Linked DNA regions of Capsicum annuum: region 2 is linked to region 1. The links are chromatin contacts, called in public Hi-C maps. All regions are on one chromosome and are shown on one strand. Each heading gives the region's core, a stretch centred on a gene start, on an enhancer-like site or on the middle of the called end of the contact. The rest is flanking DNA. Distances are from core to core; before and after follow the strand shown.

The links. Hi-C and Micro-C count contacts between places; a contact is called where the count stands out from the background.
Region 2: a contact with region 1 is called in a Hi-C map of placenta, with 3 times the contacts expected there. The contact joins two enhancer-like sites. A contact is called at or near these places in 2 of 5 Hi-C or Micro-C datasets (leaf and placenta).

What each region holds. Positions count from the first base shown.
Region 1 is chr7:195,330,128-195,337,935 of UCD10Xv1.1, reverse strand. No RefSeq gene overlaps it. Among protein-coding and RNA genes, the nearest start is that of LOC107878274, 34 kb to the left of the region's middle. Within about 2 kb of position 4,430, at least 1 of the 5 cell types and tissues checked has an H3K27ac peak or open chromatin away from gene starts, as enhancers often do.
Region 2 is chr7:195,423,379-195,431,186 of UCD10Xv1.1, reverse strand. No RefSeq gene overlaps it. Among protein-coding and RNA genes, the nearest start is that of LOC107878274, 59 kb to the right of the region's middle. Within about 2 kb of position 2,721, at least 1 of the 5 cell types and tissues checked has an H3K27ac peak or open chromatin away from gene starts, as enhancers often do.

The DNA of each region.
Region 1 (7,808 bases), core at 3,181-5,680:
GTTTAATGGTATTCCTAGAAGTACTTATCGGGCCGATATTTTTTGACTCCATGCATAATATGTTTATTATTTATCTACATTATTAAAAAATATTCAATGTAGAATTGCTCTAACTTCCGATCTTGGTCGTGCTGTTAATAAAAATGATTATTTAACCATTACTTGTCACTAGATAGATAATAATTTTGTCATGCAAAAACGTATTCTAACTTTTTTGTATGATGAAGATCGTAGACATACTTGAAAATTTTTTCTGAATCTATTACTAAAATTGTAGAATATTATGGTATTGAAAAAAATATTATGTATTGCTTTTGATAATGCATCTAACAACAAGGCTGTTATTGATAAGTTAAAAGCTGACCTTTCTCCGCCGTTACTTGAAATATTTCATGTTAAGTGTGCTTGTCATATATATAACTTAATTGTAAAAGATGGCCTTGAATTTTTTGAGCTTTATATTGAAAAGGTTCAGCTTGTTGTTGGCTTTATTCAAGAAAATAATCAAAGAAAAAGAGTGAAAAAATTTAAAGTTAAATGTGAACAAAATGGACTTAGACCGATATTAATGCCGGAAAAATCTGATACTAAATGGAATGCTACTTATACTTATTTAAAAACTTGTCTTGCTTATAAAGTTCCTATTACAATGACTTTTAATCAATATTCTGGTTCTTTTTCCGAGTGTATGCTACATGATTCTGATTGGGCTACAATTGATGATCTTGATAAGTTCTTGAAAAAGCTTTATATAGCAACGGTTGAATTTTTTGGTGTTTATTATCCTACTTTTTGTAATAGTTTAGCTTATTTAGCCGAAATTTCTTGTTTGCTTAAAGAATATAAGAATAAAGAAGGTTACAAAGAAGTTGTTAGTGCTATGTTTGCTAAATTTAAAAAATATTTTTATCCACTTCCTCCAATTTACTTGGTTGGTGCTATACTAAATCCATGTATGAAATATAATACTATGTGTGGCTTTAGTTCTATTATTTATACTTTCTTAGAGATAGAGCCTGAAGAAAAAACAGATTTATTTACAGCTATGAGTGATACGAATATTTAAATAAAAGCATTATATAATCATTATGTCGATTTACTTGATGTAGTTATATCGACAAATATCAGTCCAACTATCGCTCCCGATGACTCATCATCTTCTAAAAGGTCAGCACATAGTGGTTTTCCTTATTACTTTTATAATTTAAATGTTTGGGACAGGGTTGAGACTTCAACATACACAACAATTTCTCGGGAAGAGCTTAAGTATTATCTTCGACAGCCAATAGAGGATTGTAGAGCAAGGATCAACGCGTTGGATTGGTGGAAGAATAATGAAAGACAATATCCTGTGCTTTCTAGATTAGCTAGAGATATATTGAATATTTCAATGTCAACTGTTCCATCGGAGAGCGCTTTTAGTCAAGGACAACAATAGCTTGGAGACAACTGACACTCATTGGGAAGCAATACGATGAATGTTCTAGTTTGCCTTAGAGATTAGATTAGAGCGGAACGAAGAAATCAAAGAAAGGAGGTGGAGCCAAAAGACGAACAGAATCTTGAAGAAATTTTGACTTCAAAGGAGAACTCAGCACAATCAAGTCCAACGCATGATTTTGCCTCCATTGATTTTGACTATTCTATGGCAGTTCCCGTTAATATTAACAAGAACGAGTTGGAAAAAATGATGCAAAATTTGTACATTTCTCATTTATGTAAATTATAAGTTTTGGACATTTTGCAATCAATAAAATACAACATTCATTCACTCCTTACTTTATAATTTTTTTCATTTAAATTTTATTTTTAGTTTGATTAAATACTTTTAATATATTACTATCAAACTTTACACTAAGTAATAAAGTAATAAACATAACAAACATATATACACAATTACACATAATGAAAAAAAAAATATCTTTTAAGTTCAAATATAATGAAAGCATATAATGAATATATGTTCAAAACTTCAAGTATTATTATATTACTAAAAATTACACAAATACATAATTTATATTTCCAATATCACAAAAAATCTCAACTCCCTAAATATATTACAAAAATCCCAACATATACACAGAATGCTATGTATATGTCGGCTATGTTATGTATATTAATAGGGAGAGAGTAAAGTAATTAAAAAAGTGGGAGAGAGTGTAATTACTTCCAAAAGGGTTGGTATTTATGTTATTTATACATTATATTAAGTAGCATATATTGTCATCTTGTATGTATATATGTGTTTTCTAAAGTACTATTACATGTAATGTATATATCTTTCAACTTTCAAGTGGTATTTAAAGTAGTATATATTCTACATATATGTGTATATATTTTCTATAGACTCTAAAGTAGTATATATTTAACGTATACATGTCTATATGTTTTCTAAAGTAGTATATATATAATGTATATATGTTGTATGTATATTATTTCAAGTAGTATTTAAAGTAGTATATATTCTACATATATGTGTATATATTTTCTATAGACTAAAATAGTATATATTTAATGTATACTTGTGTATATGTTTCTAAACAAGTATTTTATGTAATGTATATATTGTACGTATATATGTCCATATATTTTCTATAGAATCTAAACAAGTATATATTTAAAGTATACATGTGTATATGTTTTCTAAAGTAGTATATATTTAGTATATATATGTTGTATTTATACTTTTTCAAGTAGTATTTAAAGTAGTATATATATTATATTGTACGTATATATGTGTATATATTTTCTATAGACTCTAAACTAGTATATATTTAAAGTATACATGTCTATATGTTTTCTAAAGTAGTATATATTTAGTGTATATACGCTGTATGTATATTGTTTCAAGTAGTATTTAAAGTAGTATATATATTACATTGTACCTATATTTGTGCATATATTTTCTATAGAATCTAAACTAGTATATATTTAAAGTATACATGCGTATACATTTTCTAAAGTAGTATATATTTAGTGTATATATGTTGTATGTATATTATTTCAAGTAGTATTTAAAGTAGTATATATATTATATTGTAAGTATACGGTATATATGTGCATATATTTTCTATAGAATCTAAACTAGTATATACTTAAAGTATACATGCATTTATGTTTTCTAAAGTAGTATATATTTAGTGTATACATGTTGTATATATATTGTTTCAAGTAGTATTTAAAGTAGTATATATATTATATTGTATGTATATTTGTTTATATATTTTCTATACACTCTAAACTAGTATATATTTAATGTATACATGTTTATATGTTTTCTAAAGTAATATATATTTAGTGTATATATATTGTATCTGTATTGTTTAACGTATTTAAAATTTATATAGGTGTGTATATATTGAAAAAAACATGAAAATTTTGAATTTATTTATTTATTTACATTTTGACCTATTTTAACCGGTCCAAAACGGATAGACGCTAAGTGGGCCGGTTCCGATCCATTTCAGCAAATTTTACTATTTAGGTCCGGACGGATCGACCCGTTAAGACTAACCGAGACCGGACCGGCCCAGAACCCGATAAAATTACTTGGGCCGGTGCCGGTTTGAACCCGACTGGCCCGGTTAACAGCCATACACTGACCATTATTTAACGTTTTCTCGTTTATTTTCTGTCTGTTCGAACAGGATGCATGGCAAATCGTGGTACAAAAAGTCCATACATTTTTAAAATGGAAAATAGTCATATACTAAATAATATGAAAATATCCGCAACAAGGAGAAGAAAAGAACTAAGGAAACGGTAAAAATATCATGGGATATCTTGTTTTGACACCATCTTTTGATCTATTCCACCTAACACCTTTTTAAAAATATTGCGTATACACACATTTTTAATATGTGGTGTCTGAAGTTATATATGAACAACATTCGTGTGTTTCTGCTTGAAATTCAAGTAAAAATAATTGGACTAGAACCATTTTTAAAAAAAAAAAAGTTCAGACGGCCATGTGCATGAATTACGATCAGAAATGGTTGAAGCAAGGAAAAATTGACTGAATTTCAATCATATGTGGCTAGAGTTCAAACAAAACTTGCTGAAGTCCGGTTAAAAATAATTAAGCTTCAGCCATATGTGATTGAAATTTCGGTGAAAATGGTTAAACTTTTATCGTACATGTTTGAAATAAGACCAGAAAAATGACTGAAATTTCAGTCATATATAACCAAAACTGATCGAAGTGAGCAAAAACGACTTGAATTTCAACTCTATGAAACTTTAACTTTTATGTCTGAAGTAAGACTTGATCAAAACTAATTTCAAACAAGGTAGAAATGAAGTTGTTCAAATTTAAGTGACTCTACGTACAAAAAAGTTTCAAAAAGCGGCCACAAGTTAAATAGGGGCGTCAAAGAGAGATATCCCTGCACTTCTCCCATATTAACGACAAGCAAGCCCAAATTTGAAATTGAAAGCAAAAGCCCAAATTTAAATATGTTGGATACTCTATCCAAGACCCGTTTGGACAAGGGAAAATTTCAGAAATAGCAATTATAGAGCCTTAATTGTAACTTTTATAGCAACGTTTCATAATTACGTAAAATAGCAAATTATATTTTGTATTTAAGTAAACTATTGTTATACAAATACATATACAACAAGATTTACTGCTCTTGTTTTATTCAAATTAGTTGAGTTAAATAAGGAATAATTACTCAATCTAATTAAATTTTTCATAAATTACTCTTATTTAAATTAGTAGATTCCTTTTCCAAATCAAACTCAAATATGAATATTATTATTTTCATGATCTTCAAAATTTCAAAATATAATTCTCTTATATCTCTAACTATTTTTTCTTGTTAGTTTTTTTATTTTTTTAATATTTTTTTATTTTAATTTCTTTTTCTTTTGCATTTTTTTTCTTTCCACTTTATTTTCTGTTTTCTACTTCTCTTTTTTTTTGTTTTTTAATTTATTTTTTTTTCTTTTTTCATTTTTCATTTTTTAATTTATTTATTTTTTTTCGTTTTTTTATTTATTTATTTTTTCTTTTTTCGTTTTCTTCTTCTTCTTCTTCTTTTAAATCGCTTTTGTTTTTACACTTCTATTTTCCAGTTCCTATTTCTTTTTCTTTTTTTTCTTTTTTCACTTCTTTTTTTTTTTTGAATTTTTATTTTTCGTTTTTGTTTTTTTCTATTTTTTATTTTTTCTTTTTTTTTACTCTTCTATCTCTATCTTTTATTTTTAAAAGACAAATATCTATATCATATACACATATTCAAAAAATATATAAAATAAATAGACATACAAATCTGCATAGGTATTTACGGTAAAAAACATACATATATATCTGCATATGTATTTACAGAAATACATGTTTGACTCACATATATATATAAACATATAGGACACAAAATCTATATAACAAATGACAATTATATACATATACATATAGGTAATAAAAAAAATACATGATACATATATTAAACAGTAAAATAAAACAAATAAGTGCATATGTTACCCTCTAAAATGACATAGTATGTACAGTTCAAAGATAAATTCAATACCGTATAAAATACATATAGCTCTGCATATGTATTTACAGAATACATACCTGATTCATATGTATATTCTTATTTTATATGAGTCACCTTTGTATTTCGCAAATAAATATGAAGATATATAGTATAGTTATGTTTTTTAGTTACTGTTTAATATGAATATGATATGTATTTCGTATGTATGTTTTGTACTGAAATACATATCTAGATCTAGCTGTATGACTATGTATTTTGTATGCTTTTTTGAATATGTATATATGATATACATATTTGTCTTTTCAAAATAAAAGTTAGAGATAGAAGAGTAAAAAAAGAAAAAAAGAAAAAAAGAAAAAAACGAAAAAATAGAAGTGAAAAAGAAAAAAAGGAAGAAAGACAAAATAGAAGTATAAAAATAAAAGAAAAAAAACAAAATAAAATAGAAAAAAAAACAAGAACAAAACGAAAATAGAAAAAGAAAAAAAAGATATGAGAAATGAAAAAAAAAAAACTAAAAAAAAAATAGAAGAGCGAAAATAAAGTGGAAAGAAAAAATGAAAAAGAAAAAAATTAAAATAAAATGATTAAAAAATAAGATGAAAAAAACTAATAAGCAAAAAAAGGTAGAGATACAAGAGAGTGAAAGATAGTAATGATGTTTTATATTGAAATCTTGAAGATCATGGAGATAATTATCTTCAAATATGAAAAAGAGAAAAAAAAAACAAACAAAAAAACGAAAAAGAAAAAAAAAAGAAATAGAAGAGAGAAAATAAAGTGGAAATAAAAAAATAAAAAAAATAGAAAAAAATAAGATAAAAAAAAAAAGGTAAAACATATGGTTATATTTGAGAGAGGTGAAATAGTGGAGTGAAAATAGAAAAATCTAAAGTAGTTAGAGTAAAACATGCACTTGCCTAGTTAATGAGTAAAATAATGTTACTCTTGCTATATAAACTGTAATTTTACAAAAGTATTGTTATTTATTGTAATTATGATTTTAAGTATGCTACTTTTTGTAATTTTTTCTTTGGACAATGAGGACCTCATTATGAGGTTAGTATTAATAAAGCCCAAAGAAACCGGTCTCCAACTCAATCAACAACTTTAGAGCTCCCATTTTGTGGGGGTCTAGGGAAGGACTAGTAGACAATGGTCTATTATGCAGTCTTACTCTACAGTTCTGCAAACGGCTATTTTCACTATTCAAACCTATGATTTCCTGGTCACACAGGACATCAACTTTTGCGTAAAGCTGAGGGTGGATTTATGTGGTGTACGATATTGTTCAAAAAAAAATATTTTCTTTGCAAAATCATATTTGCTATTAACAATTATCTTTATTAATAGAGTTTTGGATATATACTTCTATGAAGAGGAATAAGTTATAGTACGAAGGGGCATACAGTCCCAGTTCTTATTAGTATTACTAAGGGTCCATTTGATTGGGAACAAGTTATCTCCGGATAACTTATTCCACCCTCAAGATGAGATAAAAATAACACTATAATTTTGAAATCATTAATTTCAGTATAAGATGAATTATCTGTTATCTCTCTTATCCATATGTTGACAGGTGTGTAGATACAACTCAACTGAGTGTTTTACCGACAAAGTTATATGATAGATATTCTAAATTAGTTTTCTTTGCCACAGCCAAGGCTGTCAAGAGGGCCGGACCGGGCCAACCCAGAACAGGAACGTAAAAATAACCAGGTTGTGGGCCGAGTCGGGTCCGAATTAGGGTTAAGCAGGCCGAGTCGGTCCGAGCTCAATAGTAAAATTTATAAAAACAACCCTAACCCGGCCCACTTAATCCAACCCGGTTAAACTCACTTAAACCCAGCCAAATCCGGTTAAAAAAATCGGTCAAACTCGGTCAAAATATTTAAAAAAAAAAAAATTTAATATACATTATATATATCCACCTATATACATTATAAATACATTAAACAATATATATACACTAAGATATAGTATATATGTAACACCCCATATTCAAGTACGTGTATAGGCGTATTCAAGTACGTGTATTGGTCTTATTTATATGGAATTTATTTTATTTTATTTTATTTATACCGAAATTTGCCCGTCGATGGTTCCATACGAAGGTATTGAATAAGCTTTCCAACGATATAAAGATTTCCAAAAACGGATAGGTTTCGGATATAATCGAGCACGTTCGAAACTATAAAACGGTGGCCGGGATATTAGGAATAGTAAATGTGCAGGAAAATTTCCTGCACACAAACTACTGAGGCCAGCCAATTTTTTGGGTCAACTTTGAACGATCATAACTCCCTT
Region 2 (7,808 bases), core at 1,472-3,971, 95 kb before region 1:
CCATTTCCAAATAACCCACTTTGATACCATGTTAAGCTAAGAAACTAGCTGAAATTGACAAATCAGTCAACTGAAAACCCTAACTCAGATGAGATATAAGAGTGAACAAAAGAGGAAAGAAACCATTCATTGAATTGGAAAAAATCTCCCTACCCCCGTACCCCACTCATCCCTCTTATTTATAGTCATTACAAGTGGGCCGGGTTTCACACTTAGTACAAAATATGGAGCCTAAAGAAATTCTAAAAATTACACAAATACACAACTTATGTTTTTAATATTACAAAAAATCCCAACTCCCTAAACATATTACAAAAATCCCAACATATACACGGAATGTTATGTATATGACGGCTATGTTATGTATATTAATAGGGAGAGAGAGTAAAGTAATTAAAAAAGTGGAAGAAAGTGTAATTACTTCTAAAAAGGTTGTTATTTATGTTATTTATACGAAGAAATTATTACAATATAGAGGCCTAATAGAAATATACAAGCCCAAGAAAAATATACAAAGTTCAATATTAAATGAAAAACAATGTAAAGCAAAAAATTACATCTACCATGTGACTGTTACGTAATTCCAACAGAACAGCAGAGGAAGAGAAAGAGAAAAAAAAAAAATACGAAATAGAAAATTATCTAGAAATAAATTGCTAACCTACTATAGCAGGTTAATATTACTTGCTGGTATAAAAAAATTAATACACCGACGATGCACACAATTTAAACTCAATCATTTTATTTGGAACCTAATTGAATATGCATGAGCATCTTGATGTTCACTTTAATTAAATCGGATTGCATAAATTAAAATTTAAGTTAGTGAACAGGTCCAAAGGGAAATCAAAATATGCACAGCTGTAACAATGATATACAGTGAAAGAATACATACTATATGGCAAGACAGAAATCTGAGAAATTTTTAACAAATGGAGAGGGATCATCAAAATACTGGAGAAATTGCATTTGTGATCAATGCTAGAAACACTGCTAGACTGAAGGTAATGCTGCAGAAGCTAATATTTTTAATCGATCAAGTTCTGAATTGGCATAGAAAGGATGGCCAAAAATTGTAAATAATGGTACCCTGACCCTCAATTAACAAAGTATAGTTAATACAACAACAACAAACCTAGTATATTCCCACATAGTGAGGTCTGGGGAGGGTAAGATGTACGCAGTCCATACCACTACCTCCGGAGAAGTAGCAAGGCTGTTTCCGATAGACCCCCGGCAAAGTATAGTTAATACTGATGAGGCATTTTATCCAACACAGAACATTTAAGAAAAATTCAAGAACACATACCTTCACCCTTTTATTAAGGTCTCTGGCTTTTTGATCATTCTTAAAATGATCACGCGCTGGCTGCATTTCACATTGAAAACTAAGTCAGTCAGACAATTGAAGAAAGGAGGATATACAAATATATTAAAAGGGTAGAGCTGAGTACGCTGAAGCTCCCGCTATACACAGGTCCGATAAAAGGCCGGACCACAAAAATAATAAATAATATGTGTGTGTCGTCCTAATTTTGCAACACCATAGTCTATTCAACATAAACTATTTCAATCTCAAGCTCATCAGATACTAGTCATCAAATGTTCACCATCTCAAATTTAGTATTAGTTGATATTTTAAATTGCCGATATACTGATTCTTTTTTATCAAGTAATAAGATTTATTACTTGAAATTGAAAATATAAATAAAAAATGAGAATACACTACAAATAAATAAGTTAATTCGAAGGGTGTTGGGGCTATACTAATTGTATATATCAGACTCAAAGAACTATGAGGTAATAACACCGACAATCAAGAGATCAACTTTCACATTAGCGCTACTAAAGTAAAAGAAGAATATCAAAATGCAGAGTCAATGCGAAACAAACAGGTCAAAATTTCCAAATGTGTCAATTTGTGGTTAAATACAAGGACTACACAGGAGATTAAGTCTTTAAGATAATGAACTATTTTGAATGCATACCTGTAGTATCTTATTGAGTGCTTTAGTTCATGCAAGTTTGAGGTCAGCAGGATGCAAGCTCCCACTTTCACCAAGCATGAGCTAAAATAATGATACTATTGTTAGCAAATCGGCTGGATGGATATGAGCAAATGTGTGAAATGACTCACCTGTCATCGCCATTCTAAGCACCTCGTTCAATTTTGAACTCATCAAAGCAAGGAAGGACGATATACAATGTACTCCAGACATGGATTCTTCTCAACAACCTTTGGTGGACAAAAAGCCTTTGGTGTTCATGCATAGCACAGAAAAAAAATACTGTCATTACAATAGAAAAATCTATTACAAACTCCGGCACTCAGCCCAAAAACAATTATAGCAGAGTGTTAACAGGTGAATAATACATATAGCTAGATAGCCTAGAGGTAAAATCTGAAGATTCCTCTTCATCATCCATGTAAATTGAAGAAGAGTGGTGACATCTTCTCTTGACCTTCTTGCAAGTCAGGGAGCACATCTGTACACAAAGATCATAAGGAGAAAAAACATATCAAAGAGAAGACCTAGTCAAGTAAAAATAGACCTAATTATGAAAAGATTATCATACGATGGGACAATATGATAGGTTTGTTTTTCCTCGTGATGTCATCTCAGTACGCTCTTGCAAGTACATTAACCTTTCGCTGGTCCATGCTGAGTTGACAGATGTCAGCCTATAAACAACAAAAGTCCTTATTTATCTGGTGCAATCATGATTAAACAAATAATTACTGCACTATGGGACAGAAGACTTTACAAAGCACACATATTCACATAATAGTACCGGCAACCAATGAAACAAAAAATACACAGCTTGCATATCTGTCAATATCAAGAAGCATATGCTAGTGAAACTAGAAGCTCAAGGCAAGCCAGCTATATGCATAGAAACAGCCGGCAATGCATTTTTTACTCACTGGTAACCTAGACAATCAAGAAATATAATGATATTGCAAGATTTACACCAGACAGGCAAGAAGTTGATTAATTTCCTTCTATTCTTTCTAATAAAGTCTTATATTTGACTTATCCCGATAACTGAATAAGAAAGAAAATATTTCCACATAGTTAGCTGCCGTTAACTCATAATTTGGCAGCACCTTATAATGAAGAAAAAGCATGTAAGCAAACCAGGAGAAACAAGAGATGTTTAAATGCTTTAACCTTTACCTTAAAACCCTTTGAAGCTTATTCCTTCGAGATATGTCCATAACAAGAGGTCAGCACTCATCAGCTCTGGAATTGTTCTCTTTTGAAGCCCACAAGAATTCTAGTTGATCCCCTTCAAGATAGCCTTCGATAACTCAATAAAATACTCACTAAGAACTCTAATTTTCTTCATATCACCTCACATCTTGTTATTTAGCTGGGCAAACCAATCTGCAATCAAGATCTTCACCTTGCAGCCAGCCGAAGTCTGTTTGCTGACATTTAGTGCCTTCAAAACTATCTGCTTAGCAAAGAAATTGTAAAAGAGAAAAAAAACAATCATGAGATGCTAAAAAGAATACATAACTGCACAGGAGCCCCTCCACTAAGTTCAATAACTGACCTTTACAAATGTAACAGGAAGAAGGAATGATATAAAATACAGATTTTCCTATCGATTTATTTAACAATGTATTACTGACGTTGCAGTGACCCAATTACCTGGTGCTTTATTTGGTTCTGAATATTTGACATCCATTTTCAGAAAGTACGAAAATTAGTTGGTTGGCCATTGACATCTTAGAAGATTTCATAATCTTTATCACTTAGTTTTAGACTTCACAGGAATATCTTAGCTGATGAATTAATAGTTGTTCTTTTTGTTTCTTTAGTACCTTTAGTACTTCCTGTACCTGTCATTGCTTCTTGGATTATTTACATGTATTCAAGCTCTTAGTTTTGCGAGGTGATGAAATTAAAAGTAAGTTCTGGTGAATAAGAAGCAAATAACTTCTAGGGGTTAAAAAGAAAGTAGGACAATAACTTAAGCTTCTGAAAGGTGGTTCCTGACAGGCCCCTCATTCGAAGGTATCATGTTACTGAAAATACATGGAATTTCACCATTGTGGGGACTGTGAACTTTTCGGCATATTAAATATTTAGGACTACAGGTAGAATTGAGACTAAATTGCTACACTCACGTAGCAGAAACGTACCCAATTGCACTCCTTAGTATAAAGTGGAGCATGACCGTTGGTCTGATCTAACTCCCCACCCAACCATCTAGAGTATGTTTTCAAATCAGCTGCATCATAAGCTTCTATATGTTACTAGGCACGTAACGTACCCAACCACACTCTTTTAGTATAAAGTGTAGCAGACTGTCGATCTGATCTGATTCCCCACACAACCATCTAGAGTATGTTTCTAGATCAGCTGCATCATAAGCTTCTATGGATCTTCCAAAATACCCTTAAAATTAATAAAGAAACTCTGTCCTCCTGCCTAAGCAGTTATATTTCAGGGTCAGTTCGCAGTTCATTAATTTTCCTACAATCAATCAACTATGCCTTAATTCCAAATTAGTTAGGGTAGTTTGGGCAGAGCGTCTATCAAAAACAGCCTCTCTGCCCCAACAAAGGTAGCGATAAGGTCTACGTACATCCTATCCTTCCCAAGTCCCACTTGTAAGATTATATTGGGTATGTCGTTATACTAAGGGTAAAAGGAAAATTTTGAAATTAAATTGCTTCTATCGTAGAAAGATGACATTCTTTTTGGGACAAACTAATTAAGGTGCCACATATATTTGGATAGAGGGAGTATATAGTTTCTCAGAAAGTTGTCTAAGCTACATGATTTACGCTACATGAATTTGCCATAGACGTTCTTTTCCATAGAGACTGGAAACACTTAAAATGGAACCATGGACAAGTTAAGCATCAAATTAGAACTTACAGAAAAGTAATTTGTATGTTGCAATGTGGTGTATCCGTTTACCACAATAGGTATTTGAACACTAACTAATTTCATTAACATGATATGTAGGCTTTTTATCAGTCTTAAGTCACTGAGCATTTTTTTTTTTTGACACAAAGTGAAACATTTTATTCATCTTTCAACGAAAAGGGTACATCAAGAGTGTTGGGAAGATCTACAGATCACTCTTGCAATGCTATGATGACAGTAAACCACTATCCTAGAACTTGAAAGATGATGTAAATGCCAAGGGAGGATAAGGACTCCTCAAAAGGAACCACTTTACAGATAGCAAACATCTAAGGAGGATTATAAGTGATTTCAGAATTCTTTATTCTGATTGTGTGCAAACTAGGCAGGCCCATCGGTCCATGTTCAATAGTCCTCTAACTTGACTTGGAAGATCTTCGAAATTGTGAAAAGTTTGATCATAAGAGAAATTATGACTTAGATTCGCCAGTTTATCAGCAACTTGATTCCCTTCCCTAAAGCAGTGTCCAAGGTTGAAACCTGTAAGATCTTTAAGCCTGACCAGTTCCTTAACTTCATCGTTGATCCTCCATGGAGGGACTTGGGATTTGTTGACCATATCCACCAATAGTTTGGAGTCAGTTTCAGCACAAAAAGATTGGAAGTTGTTGGCAATACACGATTTTACCCCATACACCAACGTTGTAGCTTCTGCCCATGGAATAGTATCATTTTGTAGAGACAATGTTGAGATTGAGCTAAGATGATGACGAACCTCCATTAATGGAGTGCGTTGAGCTCGCAGTTGTGAAAATTATGATGTGAAAGAGAAGATATTTTGTGGAAACTGAAAGCTGATTCTCATTGTAAAACAAGAGTCTATTTATACAGGAGGAGTAGCAATTAGGTAGTATAATTAACTACAGCTAACTAACTGATGTGTACAGAATTAACTAACTAACTACTTGATTAATTAATTCATTTAATTAATCTCAACACCCCCTCTCAAGTTGGAGGTGAGGACTGCACTGACAACTTGCCAAGGATAGAGTGATGTTTGACACCACCAAGTGCTTTAGTAAGAATGTCAGCTAACTGTTGTGTGGTTGAGATATGCTATAAACTGATGAGTCCATCATGGAGCTTGTCTCTGATAAAGTGGCAATCAACTTCCATGTGCTTGGTCCTCTCATGGAACACAGGGTTCCTTGCAATATGAATTGCAGCTTCACTATCACAATAAACAAAAATAGGCTTGGTGGGACACTAACCAAACTAACTCTCCTACTACCTTTCTGAGAGACCTGTACTCTGCTTCTGCTGATGAGAGTGAGAGGGTGGACTGCTTCTTGAACTTCCAACTGATGGGAGTATTACCAAGGAACACAATATAACCACTTACTGATTTTCTAGAGTCAGGACATGAGGCCCAGTCTGAGTCACAGTGTGCTGAGACAGTGTAGTCTGGTTTGTTGGATAGAAAAAGTCTTAAAGTTGGATCATTCTTAATGTATCTCAGCACATGTAATGCAATCCTGGTAGTGTGGTTCCCTGGGAGCATGCATAAATTGACTAAGATGTTGTACACTGTAGAAAATGTCTATCCTTGCATTAGTAAGGAAATCTAGTTTTCCTACCAGTTTCCTGTAGACAGAGGGATCAAACAACAATTTCCCTTTGTCTGCATACAACTTAACTGAGGAGTCTAATGGTGATGAAATGTTGGTATAGTTCAAGCAATCAAATTCTTTGAGTAACTCAGCAGCAAACTTTCTCTGAGATATCAAAGCACCATCAGCTATATAGAGTATCTCCAGTCCTAAGAAATGATGCAACTTTCCCAAGTCCTTAATCTTGAATTGGTAGTGTAAGAATCTTTTGAGATTTTGGATGTCACACATGTTAGTGCCAGTGATCATAACGTCATCAACATAGACAACAACAAAACATAAGAACTTGTCATTCTTCCTATAAAACAAGGAATAGTCACTAGCTGAATGTATAAAACCGTTTGAACACAAGGACTCAGTTAGTTTGTCATACCACTATTTACTCACTTGCTTTAAACCATATAAGGATTTCTTCAATCTACAAACCAATCCCTCTTGGTCAAATGACTGTCCTGGTGGTAATTCCATGTAGACTTCTTTCTTTAGATCTCCATGCAAAAATATATTATTGACGTCAAGTTGGTATAGTGGCCATCCTTTCTTTGTGGCTAAGCTTAGTAAGGTTCTGATGGTTGTCACCGGTGAGAAAGTTTCAGTGTAATCAACACGTTGTTGTTGTGTAAAACCTTTAACTACAAGTCTTGCCTTAAACCTTTCTATACTTCCATCTGCTTTATGTGGCTTTCTTATTAGTAGGAAACTTCACTAAATCCTAAGTTTGATTTACATAAAGTGGCTCAAATTCTTGTGTCATAGCGGCTTGCCATGCAGGATTCAAAGTTGCTTCCTCATAAGAAGAAGGTTCACTAGCAAGTGATATGTTTCTCATTATCTCTTGACTATCTTGGGTAAGTGATGTGAATAAGGTGCAATTATTTATCAATGATAGGGATGCTACTGGTGAAGAAAGAGAAAAGTTTGATGTACTAGTGGTTGCATTAGTAGGTTTAATGTGGAACCCAGGTAGAGTGTAATTGTATTCTTGAAGGTAGGTAGGTATTGTATGGATTCTGGATGATCTTCTTGGTGCAGGTGGATCAGGTGCAATAGGTAATATATCCGTAGGTGTTGTTGTAGGTGTATTATCATTGGTTTCTTGTGATGAAGTATGAGATGTTTGTGTGGGGAAGTCTGAATAATCTGGCATGAATACTTCAGTGCGGGCAGATTCAGTATTAACATAATCAGTGATATCCTCTCTATCCAGAAAACTAGTACCAGTAGAGTGTGTGTTAGTGTTCAGTTGTGAAGG